2 separate regions of the Sus scrofa genome follow, and region 1 is linked to region 2. The links are chromatin contacts, called in public HiChIP or PLAC-seq maps. All regions are on one chromosome and are shown on one strand. Each heading gives the region's core, a stretch centred on a gene start, on an enhancer-like site or on the middle of the called end of the contact. The rest is flanking DNA. Distances are from core to core; before and after follow the strand shown. Region 1 holds the start of ZNF239 (zinc finger protein 239). Region 2 holds the start of ZNF32 (zinc finger protein 32).

Region 1 (6,617 bases), core at 3,332-5,831, 39 kb after region 2:
GAACTCGGGGCTTAGTGACTGATAAACTTGTTCACGATGGTGCAGTTTTCTTTTGGCAGAAGCTTTGTTTAAATCCAGACAGTCTCATCCACAGCCCCTGTTTTTAGCTGCTCTGTTTTGGCTCCTAAAATGGAGAAGGTGTGAATTTTCACTGAAGATGAAGGAAAAGAGAGAAGACAGAGGACAGGGTGAGCCAGAAGGGGCTGGTCAGGACTCCCCCTGTTGAGGACCTTTGGGCAGCTGGCTTCAGATCCTTTCTCTCTGTGGGAGCTGACTGAGTTCAAGGCAGGGCTTAGCCCATCTTTTGGATTAGCCTACAGGAAGGCAATTGCTCACTTAGAATATGTCAAGGAGTTCCTGGAAGCATACCCCTCCTCTAGGGTTGCCAGATAAAATACAGGATGTCCAGTGACATCTGAACTTCAGGAAAAAAACACTGCAAGGACACCTATTGTTTTTTTAATTATTCACCATTTATCTGAAATTCAAATTTAGCTAGGCATATTGTATTATTGTATTTTCATTTGCTAAACCTGGCAACCCAAGCCTCTTTGCCCCATATAGATCTTTAAAAAAAAAAACAAAACAAAAACTCTGATGGTTGTATAGCTACAATAAAATTCACTGAGTTAAAAAAAACAAATCTCTATTATCCCAGTGTAACATCTAAAAAGCCACAATTTTTGTTTAAAGATTTCTAGATCTTTAGGGATACCGTATGACACATTTATCCTTGGATTGAGAGGATACATTTTAAGTTGTTATCTACACATTAGTGTCCTTAGTTGGCTGTGCCCAACATCTTTCAGAAAGTCAACATGTGGAGTGTGAATAAAGGTGAGAAGTGTAGCAATGGCACACAATGAGGGAGAAGAGGCCGATGAGGGAAGAGAGAGGGTTCATAATGCTGAAAACCCACTGAAACTCTCCTTATCCCCAGTGCAAGTGGAACTCTGAAGAGAAACAGCATCCCTGTGACAAGATACACAGAATATACTCAATGAGTGCTCCTGAATGAAAAAGGGCAGGAGGAGCTCCTGTCATGGCTCAGTGGTAACAAACCCGACTACCAACCCATCCTCAGTGGGTTAAGGATCTGGCATAGCTACGACCTGTAGTGTTGCTGTGGCTATGGCGTAGGCCGGCAGCTGTAGCTTTGATTTGACCCCTAGACTGGGAACTTCCATATACTGCAGGTGTGGCCCTAAAAAGCAAAAAATAAATAAATAAATAAATAAATAAAAATGCAGGAATGATGCTGAGTTGCTTCTAGCAGCACTTGCACTATAATGATGAGTTTTTCTAGCCCTTCGGCCATCTTTCCTGGACCCTAGCAAGGGAACATCAAGAGCTCATCATTACTGGGCGAGATTAACTTCCCTCCTCTCTCCCCTCCTGTCTGGGTGCACCTGAACAATTCTCTTTTCTCTGGGCCTCAATTATCAGTCTGAAAGGTGAAGAGAGCTGAACAAGACTCTCCCAATCAATCACCTCCATTTCTACAGTTTTTGAGGACATCCTGGTAACAGGTCAGATAATAGAGCTGCAGACATTCTTGTAACTCAGAGATCCAAGAGATCTGGAAGGAAAGAGCTCTGTGAGCCCCTGCTCCAGTCAGGAGCCAAACGGGTTGAAAAAGGGCTCAAATCTACACAAGAGCCCTGGACTCCCTTTTCCAGCTCTAACTGTGGTTTCTCCAGCTTTCTCAGGAGTCCAGCATGGCCAGGTCTGCATCTGCCACTACGCAGCTTGGTCTGGGGCACTTCTGGGTTGGAGCAATCACCCCAGCAGGCTGGACTGGGAGGTGGGGCCCAAGGGGTCCAACAGAAAATCCTCTCCTCATCTCTAGCCTGACCTGTTCCAACTGTGATGTGCTGAAAAGATGAGATGAAAAATGTGCTACAGTGGAAGTGACCCAGTTCAATACCCAAGGTGCTGGGTTTGGACACTGGCTCTGCCATTTAGTAGTAGCAGGACCTTGGGCAAGTCACTGCCTCTCTCTCACAGCCTCTGTGCCTTCCTTTTAAGAAGAGTGAATGAGGAGTTCCCGTCGTGGCACAGTGGTTAACAAATCCGACTAGGAACCATGAGGTTGCGGGTTCGGTCCCTGCCCTTGCTCAGTGGGTTAACGATCCGGCGTTGCCGTGAGCTGTGGTGTAGGTTGCAGACGCGGCTCGGATCCTGCGTTGCTGTGGCTCTGACGTAGGCTGGTGGCTACAGCTCTGATTGGACCCCTAGCCTGGGAACCTCCATATGCCGCGGGAACGGCCCAAAGAAATAGCAAAAAGACAAAAAAAATAAAAACATTAAAAAATTCTTTAAAAATTAAAAAAAAATAAAAAAGAAGAGTGAATGAGGAAGAACCCCTACTGCACAGTGCTGTTCATAGGCAAGGATGAACACTGGGCCACGAGCCCAAAGCAGATCACCCAGGAAGAAAGAGAAGTGCCTCCACCTTTAATTCTGCATGTCTCCTAAGGGCTTCCCAGATAGACTTAAGGACTCAGATGCTCCCTGACTAGTGCTCCTCCCAAGACCTTAACACACAGAAGATATAGCCCCCAAATGAAGATCTCCCAAGTTCTTACAGAATGAAAATTGATAACACAGAAGAGAGAAGGGAATGCCCTCATGTGTGAGGAAGGGGATAAGATTCAGGGTACAAACGGAGAGTTTTCTTTCTTTTCTTTCCCCCTCCCCACTCCCCCAGCCTACACCACAGGCACAGCAACCCAGGATCCAAGCCACATCTGAGACCTACATCACAGCTTGCAGCAACACCAGATCCTTAATTCACCAAGCGAGGCCAGGGATTGAACCCGCATCTTCATGGATACCATGTCCGATTCTTAACCTACTGAGCTACAATGGGAACTCCAAGTTTTCTTAAATAGAAACTGGGGCGGTTCATTCAGAATGGAAGGTAGAAAAAATAGGCTCCAGTGGAAAGAGGTGGGCAGATGTGCTTGTGTGAGGGTATAAAAGTTCTCTCTTCTCAGAGAAAGCAAGGGTCATCAGCTGTGATTGAGATGAGAGAAGTAGTTATTGGAGGCTTGAAGAAAGACGAGAAACTGTGAGATAGTCATTTAGGAGAATGAATGAACTAAGAAAGTGTAATGGGATAATTGAGCAGCACTGACGGCCCACTTGACCTTAGCAGTCATAAACTGAAAGTGAGACCAATCACCAGAGCCATATTTTTCTCAGGACACATCTGCTACACAGGTACAGGTGTGAAATAGGCAAGGAGTTGGATTCAACTAGATTTGATATTTTATCAGGAAAATAAAACCAAGGAAGATAGGAGCAAGACACTGATCATAATTATGAGCCACTCCCTCTAAATTGGGTGGGGTGGAAAATGAGAACATAAAGGCGTGAGAGTCAGGGCAAGAGTGATGGGATGGATAGGGAAGATTTAGGGGAACATCAGGTCCCAGAGAGATCTTTTGTTCCCCAGACCAAAGGCAGGAGAGCACCTCCGAGGAGGAGGCTCTCCAAATGTGGTAGGCCCTCTAAAATATCCACGTTAATCCCCAGAAACCATGAGTGCTACCTTATAGAGCAAAAAGGGATTTGTAAATGTGACAAAATTTAAGATCATGATGTGGAGAGATTGTTTTGGATTAACCAAGTGGGCCTGATGTAATCACATGTAGTTAGTTCTCTGGAAGAGTCTGCACCAGAGAAAGTAACTATCAAGCTACCTTATTAACTTCAAAGGAAGCAGAGATTGGAGTCATATGCTTTGAAGACGTAGGAAGAGATCACAAACCAAGGAACATAGACCATGAATTACCTTGAGAAAGGCAAGGAAATAGATCCTCCTCTAGAACCTCCAGAAGAACCCAGCAGTGCTGACACCTTGACTTTAGTGCAGTGAAACTGATTTCAGACTTCCGACCTCCCAGAACTGTAAAAGATGAAATTTGCGTCTGTGATACGTCACTAAGTTTATGGTAATTTATTACAGCAGCAACTGGAAACTACACCAAGAAGGGGAGAGACAAAGACGAGAGGACTAGAAAACAGCTCTTTCATCTCCAGGATTAATCTGAAGGGAAAGTATTCCAGAGAGACCAAGTGAGCATCCCTGTGTCATTCAGTGAGGGGTGAAAACAATGGAGAAGCCACTGAGGAGAATTTTGGTGCCATTCCCTTGAAGGCATTAAGAACTAAAAGGGCCTCAGAGAGAAAGGTTTCTGTGTAATCTATGATACACAGTACTATCAAATTTTACAAATCAAACTGCAGGCCTCTATATACAGCATGACCTCATTTTTGTTTTCAAAAAGCATATTTGTATAAGCCGCTAAATGAATGAACTTCTGATTTTTGAAGGAGAGGAAAAAATTACGGGTAATGTACATTCTTTAACCCCATTAGCGCTTTAATAAAACGAAAATACACTTTAATGAGTATTCCTAAAATAATTCTTATGCGTTTATAATTTAAAACACACAGACGCACTAACACGGATAACTCCAAGGAACCAGACGCAGACCTCAAACAACCGCGAAGGGCACTGGACGGAGCTCGTGATACTATCCTCCCACGCCGCGCCGCGCTAGGTCCCAGGGCGGCGCCGGAAGTGGGCGTGGTCCGCCCGCGGCTTTCTGGGACTTGTAGTTCGGCACATAGGCGCGGGTGCGGGTCAGTGTTGCCAGTGTTGCGAATCTTGCGCTTCCAGGTGTCCGACTCCAAGTGGGAGGTGAGAGCTGTCTGGCAGAAGGCGCAGCCCGGAGCAGCCCGCAGCGAAGCATCTGGCTGTCTAGTTGTGGGAACGCTGCGGGGCAGGCGCTGGACCGCAGGGACCCGGAAGCCTGGCGGGCGGCCGTGGGAGGGCGCGCGCCCTGGCGGAGATGAGAACGCGGGCCGCACGTGTGCCCACGCGCTTCGGCCGCTGCTGCGTTCCCAGGATCGGCGGCGATCACCTGAGACCAGGCGGCCCCCACTGCTGAGCCGCCCGCGGTTCCGAATGGCCCTCCTCTCGCCTGCCTGAGCTCCGGCCTCGGCTGGCCTGGGAGCTTCGCAGTTGGCCATACCGGCCTTTTCCACGCCGGTGACTGGCCCTACTCGAAGGAGATTTTCGGTGGACGTTAAGGGACCGAGAGGGGGCCTTTGAGGGACTGAAGTTTCCATCCCCACAGCCCTGTCCTCGGTGAAAAGAGAGTGCGTCACAGGCCGTGCACCCCAGAAACGAGTCAGGCCGTCAGGTGTCGGGCAGCCGAAATCTCTCCGGAGAGGCGATACATCTAACCCGACAGCTCCTACTGCTCTAACTAGAACTTGAGGGCAAAAAAATCCGCGAAGCCTGGGGAAATGGGCACATCTTAAGAGCTGCTGGGAAGGATGGGAATTTCTTACCCTGGTGGGTTTGCGGGGGAGGCTTGGCATATTTGATCCGAAGCCCAGTGGAGAGAGGTGAGGGAGGTGCAGCATGGAGAGACAGGAAGGGTACCCCAGCAGAGGGTGTATGAAGGAAGGTTGCAGGAGCTGAGTAACTTTTTTCCTACAGTCTTGCTGGATTGGCTTGTCTGTGTCCTGCAAAGTGGACGTGATTTACATGGATTTTTCGCTTTCCCTAACTCTACCTTTCCAGGAGTCTGTCCTTGCTGACAAGAGGAAATGACCGAGTTCCAGGTGAGTTGGAGTTTTTCTTCTCTGAGACTGGAAATACTTTCCTTTCCTTCCTCTCCTTTCCTTTCTTTTCTTGGGAAGGACATCAGGATTAACTTGAGTGCCTGTCTGGTGTCAGGTCCCGTCTTGGTTCTCTATGTTTTTTCTTTTTATTGTCATACTTCAGCGTGAGACATAAAACATCTTATAAACATGAGTGTAAGAACATTAAGATACTAAGAGCGTATGGTTATCAAATGATGTCATCAGGGTCTGCACAGAAAACATGCGACTTTAAATTCCACCTCAGTTTTCACTGAACTACACTGCTTCCATGAATTTGGCCCACTCCCGAGAGCACTGGGCTATGCTCTTTTATTAAAGACTCCACATAGCATTTTTGTCTGGTCCTGTGTCTCAAACCATGCCTTTTCCTGCCAGACATTTCACTCACATTGAAATTCATTCAGAGTTGTGACATGCACAATCTAGTGGTCTCAAGAAAACAAACAGAATTATAAACAACTGTGCTTTTTGTCATGAGCAGATGATGTGTATTAAAAAAGTATGCACATTAACAATGATTTATTAAACACGAAAGATCAAAAACATGAGGAAATTTGTTAAATAACAGCAGAGTAGTTACCAGATCACTCCCAGAAATGGCTCTTCAGTCAGGCTGTGCGTCACAATTATCAGAGGTGTTCTTTAAGAATTAAGACCGAGTCAGGATTGTTAACCACAGAGCCACGAAGGGAACTCCAAGAATTAAGGTTCCTAGGCATCATTCCCCCACACCTACCAAAAGGAGAATTTCACTCCTTTTTTATCCCTTTGATCTTTGTACATCCAAAAATTTATTGTGACATATTTCTCTACATACTTGGATATTTCTTTACATACTTACCACCTAGGTAGATAAGATAGGTTGCTCATCTTGCATGCTCTCATTGTTTTGTTGCTTATACCAGCATATCTACATGTTTAATTGGTACAAG
Region 2 (6,303 bases), core at 386-2,885:
TGTGATTCTGGAGCAAATAATGAAGGAGGCACCACAGGAAGCTCTGCATTTGTGCTGAGGCGCCTTCAGGAGCCAGGCCTACAGGGCAGTTCCCCCTACACACTCAGGGACTTTTCTGTACTGCTGTCCTGGGTTTTGAGGAAAGGTGTGTGTTTGTCTTCTAAACTAGACTGTCAGCTCCCTTCCTAGGAGAAGAGAGTATATCTTTTTTACATTTATGTGTCCAAAGCCCAGCAGAGTACCTGACGCTTAAAATGGGCTCAGAACATACAGGTTCAATGAACTTAAATAATGATGTTATTAGTGATAGTGAAACTAACACTTAGCAATCAACTTACACTTTGTACACAGTGAGAAATTAAATGTTTTGTTTTTGTTGTTAAATGTTTAACAGGTGACTTTTGGGTAGAGGACAAACACATAGTAAGAGGAAACATACCTTATGAAACCTCTCCTTTAATAGGATAAACTAGCCTCTGCGTAGGAGCTCTGGAGCAGGGAACCTGGAGAGAATTACACTGAGGAGAGCTCCAGGATGAAGGAAGACGAAAGCGATTCAAACGGGGAGGAAGCCCAAGCAGTCTCAGCCATAGAAAATTTTAATACCATTCTTCCCTCTCCCAAATTCCCTTTCAGAGGCCAGGATCCTATAAAAATACATTTGAAGGTGGCTTAAGGCATTTAGGGAGCCTTGCCCCCTCTTAGGATCACACAACAGGATTTGAATGCCTGTACTTCACAAAGAAGCCTCATGAAAAAGAGCTCATCTAACTTGCTGAGTGATTTTCAAAACTTACAATTTATCCATGTAAGAAAAAAATCTAATTTCTTATCCTAGAAAATAGTGTTTTCTCTCCAAAACTCAGAGGGGGTACATGCAGAAAGATTTTTTTTTTCTGGGTTCTTACATACCTGCCTTTGCTCTGCAAGTATCAAGAGGGTGACCTGACTTGGATTCTGGCCCTTTCAAGAAGCCTCTGTAGCTGCCACCTAACCACATCCTGGGCTCCCCACCAGGTAAGAAGCCTATCCAGAATTCTGCAGCTAGTCAGTGGTGGAGCTGACATGCAAATTCAAGACAATTCCAAACCGGATCTCTTACCCATTATTTCGGATGCAAATTCTTTAACGGGATAAGAAGAGCATAGCCCTCCACCAGACTCCTCCCCAACCTCACTAAATTCTCCTCTGGTGTTCCAAAACGCCACAGACTTCGCTTGAAATATCTGCTCCTCGCCTCAGAGCTCTAACTACAGAATACTTAGTCTTTGCTCCCCCAATGGCTCAAAACAAAACCTCCAAGCACCCAAGGTTTTATCAACTCATTTCTTCCCAATGAGCTTCCTCCCACCATACCTAATGCAAGAACCCAGATTCTCAGTTTCTTGGTTCAGCGGACGACTTCACAAGCTGCCTACACACGCCTGGCTAATTTGAGCAGCCTTTCGGCGCTCTTGGTGCCCGCTCTACATACACCCGCGAACGAATCAGCGCCACCGGCTGAGGACCATATGGAGGTGGCCTGAGCGCCCAGCGATCACCTGGACCCGCAGAGTCCCGAGAGGCCGGACGCATCGCCGAACTACGTTTCCCACAGTGCTCGGGAAAGCCGGGGCCGCCGAGGCCCCAGCCTCCAGCTCGCGCGGAACCTCCTGGGAGCTGTAGTCCGGTCTGCTCGCGCCGGCGCTGCTGTGGGATCGGTGCCGGCCTTTGTCTGTCTGCGGGCGCGCGCCGCTGCGGTGAGTGAGGCCGCCGGCCGGGTCAGTGCGCCCGGGTGAGGCGGGGCCCCGCCGACAGGCTACGGCTCCCGAGCTCCCCCGAGACCCTGAGCGGGCCTGACCAGCCTGGACCCCCAGGGCGGCCAACTAAGAGGGGAGAGGTCTGCGGCCCGCAAGAAAAGGTCCATCTGGACCAGAGAGCGGGGTGCTGAGGCCCAGCACGCAGGGCGGCCCTGGGGGCCCGGGAACGCGGGGTTGGGGGAGCCTGAGGCGGGAGGGTAGAGCCTGTTCGGACTAGCGGGGGCCCCTCCGCCGCACCGCAGGGCGGGGTGTGGGGAAGGCCTGGCACCTGGAGCTGTGGGCGGGGAGGCCACAGTCAGGTGTGCCCCAGGGCCTTAAGAAGTTGGACAGGGGAAAGCGGTGTCTCTCTGGGGTGGGTGAATGGGAGAAAGGACAAACCCCGCTGGGTGGAGAATGGGAAAGGACAAACTGGATTCAGGTGTGTGGAGGAAAAACTCACCCCTACCCAGAATTTCCTAATCCTGAAACTATCCTCAAGATAGCAAAAGTTCCCCCTCTTCTAGTCATCTCCTCAGGACTTCTCAACTTTAGGCCTTAAGTCTGTAGGACATGTCAGAGGCCCTTCACAATTGGTTTTTTATTTGCCCAGGAGCTACTTCATATTTGTTATCAAAGTATTTATTAAGTGAGGAGATAGAGTGAGGGCTGTTTGGTTACTTGCCCAATGTCATTTGAGAGGACTGAGAGTGTAATCCAAATCTCTCATGGCCTAACTCTAAACCACAGGATATAATGGCCTTTCTGATAGGAAAAGAAATGTTTTCTAGTATAAAGTGGCTTTCTCCAAAATCTTTAGGAAATTGACTCCCCAGACTTGTGTAATCTAGGGAGAAAATTATGACAGATTCCCTTTATTAATCAAAGAGGTTCCATAGACACATCTGAGTTCTTCCTGAATATCTCACAGCACGTGGAGAGGCACAGCTGTAAATTCTACCCACGGTTCCAAGCTCTATTTGCTGGACTCACCAGGGACAGAGTCCAACCTTAGGCAGCAGGTACATATACGTTACGTTGACTTGGCTGATGTGCAGCTGTTGAGCAGTAACACCTTGAACTTCCTAGTGAAAGGTCCTGTAGTGTCCTGACACTTTGATAGGGCATTGCATTGTGGTTTATACTCCAAACTGAACCTGAATCTGCCAACTAAGAGTTTAAATGCCTCTCCAGTCACCATGATATGTAGCAGAAAATGCAGGTGTCAAGAAGACCAGATGCTTGGATTAACACAGAATTGTTGCATCACACTGCTATTTCATTAAATCAGGAGGTCAGCATTTTCTTGTTAAATATTGGAGGAAAACAAAGATTATACACTGAACCACTGCATAAATAAAGTATAAGAATTCAGTAATTAGGGTCCTGAAATAAGAATATTCCCTCCAAAAAAAAATAATAAATAAAAAAATAACGTGGAACAAGAGGATTTCTAGGATCTGGAAGAATAGGAAAGTCTGGTCAAACTCTGTTCCATTTTATTCCATTTTGTAAGAATTCTGACTAGCTCATTAGTGATGAGGAAGTAGAGAATTGTCTGGACTTAGGCTTTGGATCCCGAGAGTCTTGAATTCGAACCTTACTCCACCTTGACTCCTTACTGGCTCTGGGACTTGTGGTAAGTTATTTCCCTTGTCAGAATGCCCTGGGCTTGGTTTTGGAGTCTGAAGTAGGTCTTCTTTTTCCAAGAATTGACAAGTATTTATACTTCCTCAGAACTGGTTTTCTCATATCTCAAAAAGCAGAAGTGTGGGTGTGAGTCTAGAGCCTCCTAAGAAGTGCTAAAAAGATATAGGAAGTCTCTTTTTCTGTCCCAATAACCTAGTGGGGACTGGAGAGGAGAGCTGGAGCCATTTCAATCATAGAGCCAACTGTAAAGGGTAAAATATTGTTTTTTATATATTCTAAATTTCTTTGGGGGCTAAGAGATAAAGTAGCAAACTGTTACATGGAGGAAGTTCCAATCACTTGCAAAAGATTCCAATCACCTGCAAAAGCTAAGGTACAAATAGGAGGGACATTATCTTAGCATTAGCAGGAAGAGGTACATGTTTGCTTTATGGCTTCTCTGCTTACTCTTGGACTCTTATATTTATAAGTGGTCATGGTACCTTTTGGCCCATCTTGTGGTTTCATGGTAGGTGTCTGACATTACATCAGGCAATCCACATTTCCTCTATTCACTCATACCCCAAAATGGAGCGCCTGTTGACTTCATTCTTCTCACTTAACAATCATCCTGTCCTTTAATGTTTGTTTTTGTTGTTCTGTTTTGTTTTTGTTTGTTTTTTCCTCTCTAGGTACTCAAGAGCAGCCCATGGAAGAATCATATGAGGAGGTGGTGATTAAGGTCGTACGGCAGGAGTGGACATGTTTGGATTTCCAACAGCTACACTGCTGGACTGTCATGGAAGATATGCCCAGAATGTAGCATTTTTCAGTGAGTTGGTTGATTGCTGGGATGCCCTCAGCCCACAATAATCAGTGTCCCTGTCCTCAGCACAGGCTGTCCTCAACAGGCTGAGGATACAGATAAGACATTCCTTTGGTGGAGCTCACCATTTCCGGGGGTTACAGGGAAAGCCTACAAGTTGGAGTTAGAAATAATAGTAGAAACAGATCAAGAGAACAGTCTTATTATGAAGTAGTCTTGAGGTAGTCTCTGAAAGAATAATAAGCAGTTTTTAATCAAGCACAATCACTGAGTAAGAAAGGATAAAGTAAGGAAGGGGAACAAGTTGAAATCTCCCTTGGATGACTCCAGGAGAACTATTACTAGTGATGAATGGACCCATATTTAAAGTGAAGTAGGAGGCTCATATGCAGGGCAGTTTTGGAAAATACTATCATATCTGAATAGGAAGTGTTGAGAATAACTTCCAAACCAAAATTGACTTCAATTCCACTGTAGCTTAGCAAAATGAAATAGCATGGATTTTAAAGGGAAGAACAATCCTTGGATCAGATTCTTTGATTGCCTTGACTCAATCTGTGGTATCAGACAAGTTATTTAATTTTCTTGAGCTCCAGGCTCTTCATCTGTAAAGTGCAACAGTAAGCTCTATATTGCAGGGTTTCAAGGGTTAGAATTAATAGGTGTAAAGTATCAAAGATTCTGCTACATATATTCTGACATAATGGAGATTACTCCACTGTTAGGAAAGCAGAATGGAGCAGAGGTAGATTCCTTTTGAAGCCAATAAAACTTAAGTTTCAGGATCTTTCCCTTACACTGGTCTTCTTCAAGGCCCTATACCTACTCTTATACTTTTTCTTAATGGAATCCCTCCAAAATTTTAAAGCTTTAGGCCCTACACAACCTGGATCCATACCTGTTTTGGAGTCAGGTAAAACTTGGGTATGGGACTAAACATGATATTTTATAGTTATCTCAATATTTCTGAGCCTCTTTTCTATAAAATGGAGATAATCATGTTTATCACACAAGACTATTTGGGAGGCTAAATTAAACTAAATTTAGAGGCAGTACACAGCTATGGAGCATGCCTGTGTCTGAATCCCAATTTTATACCTACCTGACTACATGATCTTTGACAGCCTCCCTATGCTTTCATTTCCTTATCTGTAGCAATCTCATAGATTGTTTTCAGGGTTAAATTATCTATGCAAAGTTTATAGTATTAATGTCTGATACATAATAAGCACTCAAAGCATTGTTTCTTTTTTCCCTATTCTTCTCACTCAGCATATTGGTGCATCTTACATGACTTCCCTCTCATTTTACCAGATGTGATGACAGAAGCCCACCACAAATATGATCACTCTGAGGCCACAGGATCCTCAAGCTGGGATTTCCAGAATTCTTTCAGAAGAGAGAAGCTGGAACAAAAATCCCCAGATTCTAAGACACTACAGGAAGATTCACCTGGAGTGAGGCAAAGGGTCTATGAGTGCCAGGAATGTGGAAAATCCTTCAGGCAAAAAGGTAGCCTAACATTACATGAGAGAATCCACACTGGCCAAAAGCCCTTTGAGTGTACCCATTGTGGAAAAAGCTTTAGGGCCAAAGGCAATCTTGTTACACATCAACGAATACATACAGGAGAGAAGCCCTATCAGTGCAAGGAATGTGGGAAAAGCTTTAGTCAACGAGGTAGTCTGGCCGTTCACGAAAGACTCCACACTGGACAAAAACCCTATGAGTGTGCTATCTGTCAGAGAAGCTTCAGGAATCAAAGTAACCTTGCTGTTCACAGAAGAGTTCATAGTGGTGAGAAGCCCTATAGATGTGATCAGTGTGGAAAAGCCTTCAGTCAGAAGGGAAGTTTAATTGTGCATATCAGAGTCCACACAGGCCTGAAACCCTATGCCTGCACACAATGCAGGAAGAGTTTCCACACCAGAGGGAATTGTATCCTGCATGGAAAAATCCACACAGGAGAGACACCCTATCTGTGTGGCCAGTGTGGGAAAAGCTTCACTCAGAGAGGGAGTCTGGCTGTGCACCAACGAAGCTGCTCACAAAGGCTCACGCTATAACCGTTCT

Evidence for each region. HiChIP or PLAC-seq counts read pairs in DNA pulled down with a chosen protein or histone mark.
Region 1: a contact with region 2 is called in an H3K27ac HiChIP or PLAC-seq map of alveolar macrophages. The contact joins the promoter of ZNF239 here to the promoter of ZNF32 in region 2. A contact is called at or near these places in 4 of 47 Hi-C or Micro-C datasets (heart right ventricle, liver and skeletal muscle) and 2 of 2 datasets of contacts at active chromatin or transcription factors (alveolar macrophages and skeletal muscle).

The regions. Positions count from the first base shown.
Region 1 is chr14:92,185,244-92,191,860 of Sscrofa11.1, forward strand. It overlaps ZNF239 (zinc finger protein 239), which reads left to right and starts at 4,582. Exons shown (of 3, transcript XM_021073009.1): 1 at 4,582-5,643. It also overlaps the pseudogene LOC102167823.
Region 2 is chr14:92,149,596-92,155,898 of Sscrofa11.1, forward strand. It overlaps ZNF32 (zinc finger protein 32), which reads left to right and starts at 1,636. Exons shown (of 3, transcript XM_021073021.1): 1 at 1,636-1,739; 2 at 4,097-4,236; 3 at 5,545-6,303. The coding sequence starts at 4,167. The coding sequence ends at 6,296. It also overlaps the pseudogene LOC102167823.